Linked DNA regions of Capra hircus: region 2 is linked to region 1. The links are chromatin contacts, called in public Hi-C maps. All regions are on one chromosome and are shown on one strand. The core of a region is the stretch at or near the end of the contact, and the rest is flanking DNA. Distances in the headings are between cores, read along the strand shown.

Region 1 (6,183 bases), core at 1,833-4,332:
GCGCTGTCTGGATCTGGAACAGAAGACCTGGGTTTGAATCTTAGTGGCTCCGTGATTCCAGCAAGTGATTTAACTTCAGGCTGAGTCCGAGGGCAATCCTGTGGTGTAACCGCTACCCAGCACCCTCTGGGTTCTCAGCTGGTCAGAGTTGGGGGCCGGGAATGCCGCCCGATGTCTGAGCCCGGCTTTGCTTTGGTAGATCTGGAGAATTGAAGGTTCCAACAAAGTGCCCGTGGACCCCGCCACGTATGGACAGTTCTACGGCGGTGACAGCTACATCATCCTGTACAACTACCGCCACGGTGGCCGCCAGGGACAGATCATCTACACCTGGTGAGGGCCTGGGGTCCTATGCTTGGGGCGGAGCGGGGCCCCATGCCGGGAGCACGGCCACCACGGGGGCGGAGGGGGCGGAGCCGGCGGAGTGGAGGCAGAGGGGGCGGAGCCGGGGCAGAGGGGGCGGAGCGGGGGCAGAGGGGCGGAGCGGGGCCCCAGGCCGCGAGCAGGGCCACCACGGGGCGGAGGGGGTGGAGCGGAGGCAGAGGGGGCGGAGCGGGAGCAGAGGGGGCGGAGCCGAGGCAGAGGGGGCGGAGCGGGGGCAGAGGGGCTGAGCGAGGGGGTGGGGGGCCCAGGCCGGGAGCACGGCCACCTTAGGGGCAGAGAGGGCGGAGCCGGGGCCCACGCTGGGAGCACGGCCACCGCGGGGGGCAGAGGACAGGGCTGAGGAGAGCTTGCAGGTGTGTGAACCTGCACCAGCACAGCCGTGCTCCGCTGGGAAAGGCTTCTGTTTCCGGGGCAAGACCGCTGGTCTTACTCTCAAAACAAATTGTAAACTCGTCTCATAAAAGCATCACACGTCCATTGTAGGAGAGACGTGGGGACTAGGGAGAAACGAACAGAAAATCTCTCCCTCAATTCCACTCTAAGTTCTGTTTATCCTCTGATGTTTTCTAACTAAGAATTATTTTTAATTCTTTAAAGAGAGATGATATGTTTACGACTTTCCCCACCTTGCTCTAAAACCCTCTCTCCTCTGTGGGTGCTTGCCTTCATTGGCCTCTTATATACCCTTCCAGCCATTTTTATGCAGATAAAAGCAAAGCTGACCCTGTATCCCTAGTTCCCCTCCCTTCCTTATGCAAAAGATGGCATACTGTGTATACTGACCAGCACTTTGCTTTTTTTTTTCAGTTGATACTTCCTGGAGCTCAGACTATGTCAGTCCATAAAGAGCTCCCTTACTCTTTTTTTTTTTTTTTTTTTTTTTTACAGCCACATAATATTCCACTGTGTGGCTGTCCTGTAGTTTATTTAACAAATTCCCTGCGGACGCATATTTGCTTTGATTCCAGACTCCTACTATTACGAGCACTGCTATGATTAGTTGGCTTAAACAAACATCGTTTTGGATGCGTAGAGAAATATCTTTAGAGTGAGTTCCCAGAAGTTGGATTGCTGGCTCTGACAGTGAATGCGCTGGTCCTTTTGACAGATAGCACCCGGTTTCTCTAGATGAGCTTTGTGCCGTTTGCATTCTCACCAGTGACAGATGAGAGTATCTGTTTCCTCCTGGTCTCACTGGTGGACTGTGTTATCACACTTCCGCTGTTTGTCAACTTTAGAGTTGATAAAATGATATCTCAGTGTAGTATTTTTCAGTTCGTTTCTCTTACTGTGCAATCTTAAAGGTTGACTGATGGGTTTCTTCTTTTTTAAACTTTTCGTTTTGAAATGACTTGCTGAAAAGTTGCAAAAACAGTGCAGACAGTTTCCATATACCTGTTACAGTTTCCTCTAGGGTCACCTCTTACTTAACCATAGTGCAGTTTTCAAAACTGGGAAATTAACATTGTTGCAAGACCATGTCCTCCTCTATAGACACTTCTTGAATTTCGCCAGTTCTCCCACTAATGTCCTTTTTCTGGCCTGGGATCTAACCCAGGGTCTCACATGATATTTAGTCATCACATCTCCTCAGTGGCATTTAATCATCGTGTTCTCCGTCTTTTAATCTGTGACAGTTCCTCAGGCGTCACTCTTCTTTCCCAGTTTCGATGCTGTGGAAGAGCATTAGTCTTATTCTGTAGGTTGCCTCTCAATTTGACAACCTCAGACTTTTAAAAGCAGCTTGAAAGAAATGTTTCTGGACTAGATATTAATAATACTCCACATGGAACAAAATTCATGAGAAGGCTTTTAGAACATTTCCTTTGATCATCACGTTGATCTGTTAGACAGCTTATGCAGATAACACAGGTTAGTCATGGGAAATTTAGACGGCAGAGGAAGGGGTGAGGCAGAAAGCCCCCCTCCGTGCATCTCCCTGTGGGGCAGGTTTAGGACGAGGACGTCCACTGGTTGTGGTCAGACCGCTGTAAGAAGACGAGATGCTGAGCTGGGGTGTGTGGTGTGTTGGTTTGGTTCCTGGCTCTGGTTCCTTTTCAGAGAAATCTCTTTTCCTCTCTATTTGTCAGTTTCATTACCTGTAATCTGGAGATTTGTGGGTTTCTCAAGCCCAGGGTGACGGAGGGGCCCTGGCCTCTGTGCAAACCGAGGTGCTGAGGTTCACTTCCCTTCCAGGCAGGGCGCCCAGTCCACCCAGGATGAGGTCGCCGCCTCGGCCATCCTGACGGCTCAGCTGGACGAGGAGCTGGGAGGGACTCCCGTGCAGGTGAGCCCAGCCCGCTGCTCACTCATCTGACCGTCCCTCATCCCACGCGTCCATCCTTTTGACAGACATTTATGCAGGATGCGGACGCTGCGTCTGCAAACGTGAACACACAGATAGATCCTCCCCCTGGCTCCCAGCCCTGCCCTGCCCTGAACCGCTGCGATGTGGTTTATTACAGTCTAGTCGTGGGAGAAAGAGGTTCATTAGACATGCGGGCAGAGGGTGTACAATCACACGTGGCCTGAATTCTCACCAGCAGGGTGGAGCTGGGGTCTAGGCTCTGACCCAGCAGTGGTGGCTCTTGCTAGGAAGGGACCATGAGCCACCATGTGCGGTGATCTGGATACAGGCAGCACGGGCCACAGCTGGAATCTGAAGGGAAGCGGGCACACAGGGCAGGAGCAGATGGGAGGACAGAGGAGGTCCATCCTCCGCTCAGACCTCCTTGTCCGCTCCTCCCACCGCCAGGCGCTTGGCCGCAGTCTGCGCTGGCTTGGCAGGAGGGCTCTCTCCAGACCCGGAAGGCTCTTTTCTCACCACTCTGCCAGCTTTCTTGGCCGAGGCTGACGTCACAGTCCGGGAAGAATGTCCACGAACCATCCCTGGGCTTCCATTTAAGGGAATATTTGCAAACATGGGCTCTCTGGGTTCTTGGACTGGACCCAGCCTCAGCCAGGCCAGGCCTTGTGGGAGGGGAAACGCCAGAGCAGTGCCCCGGGGACCTCAGCCAGCAGGGCCGTCTCCAGCCCTCCTGCACCTCCTGCTCCCTGGCCAGCCCCTGCGCGCTGTAGAGCCACGCCCCGCTCCACACACAGACCCAAGCGTGACGGCTTGTTTGGGGGTGAGCCTGGGCCACGCCAGCTGCCCTGAGCTGAGCCCAGTGTGTGCGCACAGGACGATGCTCGCGCCCCCCTTTCCTGACCTGTGCTCCCGTCTCCCTCTCAGAGCCGTGTGGTCCAAGGCAAGGAGCCTGCTCACCTCATGAGCCTGTTCGGCGGGAAACCCATGATCATCTACAGGGGCGGCACCTCCCGTGAGGGTGGGCAGACAGCCCCCGCCAGCACCCGCCTCTTCCAGGTCCGGGCCAGCAGCTCCGGAGCCACCCGGGCCGTGGAGGTAATGCCCCGGGCCCCAGACCCCCGGCAGGATTGGCCTCTCAGAAACCTCTCAGGCCTGATGGGCAGATCTCTGGGCACAGGATCTGGTGGGGGTGGCTGAGGGGCTAAGAAGCAGCTTTTTGTACCTCCCTGCCCTGGCAGCAGGATTGTATGTGTTAGAGTTCCCCTTGTTTCAAGAATGCCCAGTGTCCCTCGCATACCTTCCATGACGGGCAAGTCACTACCTAACAGACAGTCCATTCTTCACAATCTGGATGTTGTTCTTGATTCCATCCCACTTGGCTGCTGTCCCTTTCATGGTGGAAGGTGCAGAAGCTGAGCATGATCCTTCTGTGCAGCCTAGAGGACAATGGGATCATCACCTCCTTTGTTCTAGGTGCTCAACTTCTCTTAATGCATCCCAGGTTTCTAGAGTCTCCTCGGCTGAGCACAGTGCATTTGTGACTCACAGGAGTCAGCGAGGCCTCTCAGTGTCCCGAGTCCTTGTCCTCAGCTCTGATGGGGCACATGCTCCCTCCTCCAAGTCCACCCTTAAGAGCTGCTCTTGCTGCAGCGTCTCCTGGACCGTGAGGAGGGAGCTGAAGCCTTTTTACCTATTTCCTGATTGACTAATTGAGCACTACCCTCCCAGGTGATGCCCAAGGCTGGAGCACTGAATTCCAACGATGCCTTTGTCCTGAAAACCCCCTCGGCCGCCTACCTGTGGGTGGGTGCAGGAGCCAGCGAGGCAGAGAAGACCGGGGCGCTGGAGCTGCTCAGGGTGCTTCGGGCCCAACCCGTGCAGGTGGCAGAAGGCAGCGAGCCAGGTAGGAGTGAGGGGCGGGGGGGCTTGCTGCTCTCTGGGGATGGAGCTGCTGGCTTCCCCTGCCTCCTGTCTGCTCGGGGCTTTCGTTAACCTCCTCCTGCCTCAGTACTTGTCCCTTAACGTGTGTCCGTTAAAGTGGGTGAGATGAAAACGGGGCTTCCCTGGTGGCTCAGACAGTAAGGAATCTGCCTGCAATGCGGGAGACCTGGGTTTGATCTCCGGGTTGGGAAGATCCCCTGGAGGAGAGCATGGCAACCCACTCCAGTATTCTTGCCTGGAGAATCCCAGGGACAGAGGAGCCTGGTGGGCCACAGTCCATGGGGTCGCAAAGAGTCGGACACAACTAACACATACACACGAGATGAAAATGAGAATGCGGTCGGTGAGAGGGAGTCGTCTGGGAGTTAGAGAAAGGAGAGCTCAGTGTGGGCTGGGGCAGGCGGGGAAGGCAGCTGGAGGGGGGCTCACTTGCGGGAAAGCTGTGAAAGATTGTAGGTGGCGGCATTGGCCTAACCTTGAGAAGCTTCGTGGACAGAAATGCCACAAGCCTGCCTTATTTCCAGAGTGTGGGTCAGGAACACTTCCATTATGCTAACCCTAGATCTTTCCCTCCTTACTTTTAAGCCCGCTCTCTCTTGCTTGATGCTGAGCAGAAATGGGGAAGAATAGTTCAGTCTAGAGTCACATAATCCACTGAAAATGTCAGAAAGAGTGGACATGTCCCGTGTCTGCTAGGTCTCATGCGGTGGCCACGAGTCACATGCCTACGGGCTTCCCTGCTGGCCCAGGGGTACAGAATCCCCCTGCCAGTGCAGAAGACTCAGGTTCAATCCCTGGGTCGGGAAGATCCCCTGGAGAAGGAAATGGCAACCCACTCCAGTATTCTTGCCTGGGAAATCCTGTGGACAGAGGAGCCTGGTGGTTAGTCCATGGGGCTGGAAAAGAGTCAGACACAACTAAACCACTGCCAGTCACATGCTTCAATTAACGTGTATTTAAATGTGACTGCTAGGAAAATGCATTTGAATATAAAAAGCACGCGTGGCTAGAGCAGGTATAGTGGGAAAATACAGGGAACAGGAGCTGGATGAGGTGGCTTACTCTGTGCGTGCTGTGTGGTGCTGGGCGAGTGGCTCGGCCTCTCTGAGCCTCAGCCGCCTCGTTTGTCAAGGGCGTCGCCAGTCTCAGACCAGGAGCAGCCCCGGCCCTGTGTCTGCTGCCGAGTCCACCCTCCCGGGCCTCTGCTTCATCACCCTCGAGTCCCGCAGGCCCTTTCCTTCTTTGTCACGCTGGGGTTTTAAGATGCCGGGTGGCGGTTGAGAGCACTTGGCTGTGCGAAGGCAGCATCTGTCCCAGAGTCTACGAGGAAGTGCTGGAAGGGGAGGTGGTGTCGGCTGGTAACTGGCGTGGCCTCCCCTCGCAGATAGCTTCTGGGAGGCCCTGGGTGGGAAGGCCGCCTACCGCACGTCCCCACGGCTGAAGGACAAGAAGATGGACGCCCACCCTCCTCGCCTCTTCGCCTGCTCCAACAAGATCGGACGTTTTGTGGTGAGTCCCAGGGGAGGTCTGAGGTCGCTGCCTCTGCTCGC
Region 2 (6,183 bases), core at 2,592-5,091, 76 kb after region 1:
GTTTCTCTAGTTACTTGTGTCTCTCCATACTGTGTAGTTTTTATTTGGCTGCACCAAGTCTTTGCAGCATGCAAACTCATAACTGGCATGTAGGGTCTAGTTCCCTGACCAGGGATTGAACCTGGGCCCCCTGCGTTGGGAGCCTGGAGTCTTAACCACTGGGCCACTGGTAAGTCCTTCTGTACCCTAGTCTTTCGAAGAAAGTTGCTAAGCCCAGACCACACTCTAGGGATAGGGAATGCACTTTAAAAAAAAGCATTCTAGCAGTCCTTATCTAATATCCTTTCTTACCCCCACCTCCAACTGTCCATTCAGTTCCTGAGCCTTTGGAAGATTCTGTGATACACGACAGTTTCATTCTTGGCTTTCCCTACTATATTCTAAGTCACTTTTCTGCATTCTAGCCTTAATGTTTTATTGCTATTGTATCCTCTTCTTTTCTCTCTGGATTTATAGGATTGAGTTTTTTAAAAATCCCTTTAAAGTAGTTTTAGTGAAGTTTCAGAGGAAGTGAAATTGAAAATTATTGTATTCAGTCTGGCATCTTTATCTGGAAGCCTCAGGGGAAACATTTTTTAATCATCAAAATTGACATGTAATCTGCATTAAACATTGCGATCAGTCAAGAAACTCAGTTCCCAGCTAGAGAAGCAAGGGTTCTAGTGTTGGTTGGTATGCTTGGCCCTGATCATCAAGGGTAAATTATGGTTACTGTTATAAAGCTAGCAGAGTCTGGATACTTCCTCTTACATGCCTAGTTAATCAGTTTAACAAAAAATAAAGTAGGCTTAGATACCTCAGGAATCAAAATTGGGGTCAGCTGACCAGGCAGAGAACTTTAACTGACTGATGCTAGCCAAAGGCAACCAAAGCTTGAATTTATAGGGGAAGGAAGTGTGGATCGTGAGTTTTAAATCATTGTAACTAGGCTCAAACACATCTTTATTAATCAGTATAGTAACCATTGCAATCAACACATTTTTGCCAACAAGAAATAAGCTTGCTTATTCCTATAGCATAATTTGCTGTATGATTCAGAGAGTTCAAACCAGGGTTCTGTAACAACCTAGAAGGGTGGGATGGGGAGGGAGGTAGGAGGGAGGATTAAGAGGGAGGGGACATAGAAATACTTATGGCTGATTCAGTTGATGTTTGGCAGAAACCAACACAATACTGTAAAGCAATTATCTTTCAATTAAAAATGAATTTTAAAAAAGGTAGATTATGGATCATTATAGGCATTAATATAGTCATGGTGATTAAATATAAACTCCCTGGGTTGGGAAGATCTCCTGGGGAAGGAGATGGCAACCCACTCCAGTACTCTTGCCTGGAAAATCACATGGATGGAGGAACGTGGTAGGCTACAGTCCATGGGGTTGCAAAGAGTCAGACAGGACTGACTGACTTCACTTTAACTTCATGATAAAAAAAAAAGTCTGTGTTTCAGGATTTGACAAACTCTTGGAAAACATATCCTGCCTTCTGCTAGTTACAGAAGTATTTTCCCTGGGAAAAGTCACTGATATGCTTGAAGAAGTGGTAGTCGGTTGGCGAGAGGCCTGGTGAATATGGTGGATGAGGCAGAACTTCGTGACCCAGTCATCCAGTTTTTGAAGCATCGGTCGTGTGGCGTGTGGTTGGGCATCGTTGTGGAGAAGAGTCGGGCCCTTTCCGGTGGCCAGTGCCGCCGGCTGCAGCCACTGCGGTTGGCAGTGCATCTCATCCGTTTGCCGAGCAGACGGTTTCCCGGGGGCTGAGAAAGCTGCAGTGGGTCACACTGGCAGACCCGGAAACAGTAACCAGGATCTTTTTTTTGGTGCAAGTTTGGCTTTGGGAAGTGCTTTGCAACTTCTTCTTGGTTCAGCCACTGAGCTGGTCATCGCTGGTTGTCTTTTCACCACACATCCCATTCCAGTTGAGAAATGGTTCATTGCTGTGGAGAATAAGAGAAGATGATACTTCAAAATGACCATTTTTTGATTTGCAGTCAGCTCACGAGGCACCCACTTACCGAGCTTTTTCACCTTTCCAGTTTGCTTAAATGAATGCCGAATGACTGGAATGGTTGACACTGAGTTCTTGGGAAACTTCTCATGTAATTGTAAGAGGATCCGCTCTGATGATGGCTTTCAGCTGGTCGTTGTTAACGTCCGATGGCTGGCCGCTATGCTCCTCATCTTCAAGGCTCTCATCTCCTTTGCAAAGTTTCTTGACCCACCACTGCACTGTATGTTCATTAGTAGTTCCTGGGCCCAATGTGTTGATATTGTGAGTTGTCTCTGCTGCTTTATGGCCCATTTTGAACTCGAATAAGAAAATGACTGGAATTTGCTTTTTCTCTAATATCATTTCTATCTATAGTCTAAAATAAACAGCAAGTAATGTCTTTAGCAAAAAAAAAAAAAAAAACCATAAAGTGAGAAGTGAGCATTAAAATGATGTATAGCATAACCACATTTATTTAAGAATATATTCCAGTATCAAATGGCAAAATCCAGTGCAAAACTGCAATTGGTCTTGTACCAACCTAATGTTGGTCTGGCAAAGGGACGGCTTCTTGACTCTGGCCTCTTGGCCATTTCTGTCAGTGGAGACCTGCTCTCCATGTATTTGCTCTCTTTCTCTCTCCCTCCCTTGTCTTGCATTTTTCCTCCTCTTCCTCTTCTTCATCTTTTTAAAAGATTTTAAAGAGCAGCTTTGAGATTATAATGAAACTGGGAGGAAGACACAGAGACTTCCCGCACATAGGCATACCTCGTTCAGTTGTGCTTTGCTCTTTAGTGCTTGCAGAGACTGTCTTTTTACCAACAGAAGGTCTACGGCAGCCCTGCATCAGGCAAGCCTGTCGGTGCCATTTGCTTCCGACAGCATTTGTTCACCTCTTGTCCCCATGTCAGTTTCAGTAATTATTGCAATATTTTGAAGTTTTTCATTATTATTATATTTGCTATGGTGATCTGTGATCAGTGACCCTTGACGTGAATATTATAGTTGTTTGGGGGAGCCATGAACCACGCCCGTGTAAGATAATTGATAAATGTGTGTATTCTGACTACTCCGCCAGTTGGCTGTTCCCCTGTCTCTCTCCCTCTCCTTGGGCCTCCCTATTCCCTGAGACACAGCAGTTTTGAAATTAGGCTAATTAATAACTTCACAGTGGTCTCTAAGTGCTCAAGTGAAAGGAAGAGTTGCATATCTCTCACTTTAAATAAAAAACTAGACATGATTAAGCTTAGCGAGGAAGGCACGTTGAAAGCCAAGATGGGCCAAAAGTTAGGCCTCTTGCCCCAGTCAGCCAAGTTGTGAATGCAAAGGAAGGGTTCTTGAAGGAAATGAAAAGTGCTACTCCAGTGAACACACAGATGATAAGCAAGCAACCAACCTTGCTGTTGATGTGGAGAAAGTTTTAGTGGTCTGAGATTAGGCCACTAGATTAGATAGGAGATTAAATCGCCATAACATTCCAGTAAGCCAAAGCCTAATCCAGAGCAAGGCTCTACATTTTCAATTTGATGAATGCTACAGTAAGAAAGCTACAGAAGAGAAGTCTGAAGCTAGCAGAGGCTGGTTCATGGGATTTAAGGAAAGAAGCCATCCCTTTAACATAAAAGTACAAGGTGAAGAAGTATATATGTTCTGATATAGAACCTACAGCAAGTTTTCCCAAAAATCTTAGCTAAGATAATTAACAAAGGTGGCTAAACAACAGATTTTCAATGTCAACAAAATGGCCTTCTATTGGAAGAAGATGCCATCTGGGACATTCATAACTAGAGAGGAAAAAATAAATGCCTGGCTTCAAAGCTTCAAAGGACAGACTCACTGTCATATTAGGAGCTCACACAGCTGTTGACTTAAAGTTGAAGCCAGTCTCATTTTCCATTTCAGAAATCACGGGGCCCCTAGGAATTCTGCTAAATTCATTCTGCCTGGGTTCTATAAATGAAGCAACAGATCCCAGATGGCAGCACATCTGTTTACAACATGGTTTACTGAGTATTTTAAGCCCACGATTGAGACCCAGTGCTCAGAAAAAAAGGACTTCTTTAAAAACATTACTGTTCACTGATAATGCCCTTGGTCACCCGAGAGCTCTAATGGAAATGCACAGTGAGCTTAATGTTGTTTTCCTGCCGGCTAACACAACATCTACTCTGCAGCCCATGGATCAAGAGTAATTTCAAGTTTCAAGTCCTGTTATTTAAGAAATACATCTCATAAGGCCATAGCTGCCATAGATAGATATTCCTCTGATGGATCTGGAAAAGTACATTGAAAACCTTCTTGAAAGGATTCGCCATTCTAGCGGCCATTAAAAACATTCGTGATTCATGGGTATAGGTCAAAATATCAACACAAGCAGGAGTTTGGAAGGAGTTGACTCCAGTTCTCATGGGTGATTTTGAGGGTTCAAGACCTGAATTGAGGAAGCGACTTCAGATGTGGTGGAAACAGTGAGAGAGCTAGAATTTGAAGTGCAGCCTGAAGACGCGGCTGAACTGCTACAATCTCGTGATGGAACAGTGATGGGTGAGGAGGCGCTTCTTATGGATGAGCAAAGAAACGGACTTCTTGAAATGGAATCTACTCTGGTAACGATGCTGTAGTAATTGTTGAAAGACAACAAAGGATTTAGAATATTACATAAACTTAATTGATAAAGTTGCAGTAGGGTTTGAGAGAGTTGGTTCCAATTTTGAAAGAAGTTCTGCTGTGGGTAAAATGCTATCAAACAGCATCGCACGCTCCAGAGAAATTGTTTGTGAAAGGAAAAGTCAACTGATGTGGCAACCTTCATTGTTGTCTTTTTAAAATTTATTTTTAATTGGAGGATAATTACAATATTGTGTTAGTTTCTACCATACATCAGCCGTAGGTATACGTATGTCCCTTCCTTCTTGAATCTGCCTTCCACCTCCCACGCCCATCCCACCCCTCTAGGTTGTCACAGAGCATCCAGCTTGAGCTCCCCGTGTCACGCGGCAGATTCCCACTGGCTGCCTCTCCTGCACGTGCTGACGTGTGTGTCTCGGTGCTGCTCTCTCGGTTCGTCCCATCCTCTCTTTCCCCACCGTGTTCACAAGTCTGTGTCTCCTTTGCTGCCTTACAAACAGGTTCATTAGGAGATCTTCCTAGATTCCATGTATATATGTGTATATATAGGTTATACTACCCGGGCCTCCCTCATTGCAGGCAGATGCTTTACCCTCTGAGCCACCAGGGCTATATATGTTAATATATGATATTTGTGTCTTATTCTAAGAAATTTTCACCCCAGCCTTCAGTAACTGCCACCCTGATCAGTCAACAGCCACCAACACTGAGGCAAGACCCTCCCCCAACAAAAAGATTATGATTTGCTGAAGGCTCAGATGATGATTAGCATTTTTTAAGCAATAATGTATTTCTTAGTCAAGGTATGTACGTTGGTTTGTTGTTTTTTTTTTTTTTTAAGACATAATGCTGTTCGACACTTAATATAGTATAGGGTAAATATGTTTTTTTTTGTTTTTTTTTTTTTAAATATAAGTTTTATATGCACTGAGAAGACAAAAAAAATTTCATGTGACTTGCTTCATTGTGATATTTGCTTTATTGCAGTGGTCTGGAAGTGAACCCATGACATCTCTGCAGTATGTCTATATTCCCTGAACCCTTGTATGTGCAGTCTCCACCGTTATCGACATCCCTCACGAGAACAGCACAGTTGTTACAAAGGATACGCCTACACTGAGACGTCATCATCCCCCAAAGCCCAAAGTTTACCTCGGGGTTCACTCAGGGTTCACATTCTGTGGATTTGGACAGATGCATCATAATGCGAGGTTGAGATGGTTGGGTGGCATCACCGACTGGATGGACATGAGTTTGAGCGAGCTTCGGGGGTTGGTGATGGACAGGGAAGCCTGGTGAGCTGCAGTCCATGGAATCGCAAAGAGCCGGACACGACTGAGCAACTGAACTGACTGATGACTGTAAAGTCATTCAGAGTATTTTCACTGCCTTAAAAATCATGCGGGCTCCACTTGTTCATCCCTCCCTCCACACCCCAGACAACCACTGGTCTTGTCTCCATACGTCTGCTTTCCTCACTGAGTAATGTGCACTGGTACAGAGAGTTTCTTGGTTCTTTTTTTCCAGCTCTGTGGATGCCGCAATGCTTGCCTAACCAGTTTCCTA

The links. A called contact is a pair of places that touch in the nucleus more often than the background predicts.
Region 2: a contact with region 1 is called in a Hi-C map of blood, with 4 times the contacts expected there. The contact joins two enhancer-like sites. A contact is called at or near these places in 3 of 5 Hi-C or Micro-C datasets (blood and liver).

What each region holds. Positions count from the first base shown.
Region 1 is chr8:110,436,384-110,442,566 of ARS1.2, forward strand. GSN (gelsolin) reads left to right here. Exons shown (of 18, transcript XM_018052716.1): 11 at 200-333; 12 at 2,581-2,671; 13 at 3,617-3,787; 14 at 4,421-4,595; 15 at 6,018-6,142. Among named protein-coding and RNA genes, the nearest start is that of STOM, 50 kb to the right of the region's middle. Within about 2 kb of position 3,083, at least 5 of the 5 cell types and tissues checked have an H3K27ac peak or open chromatin away from gene starts, as enhancers often do.
Region 2 is chr8:110,511,175-110,517,357 of ARS1.2, forward strand. LOC108636650 (a long non-coding RNA gene) reads left to right here. Exons shown (of 3, transcript XR_001918510.1): 3 at 5,605-5,875. Among named protein-coding and RNA genes, the nearest start is that of STOM, 25 kb to the left of the region's middle. Within about 2 kb of position 3,842, at least 1 of the 5 cell types and tissues checked has an H3K27ac peak or open chromatin away from gene starts, as enhancers often do.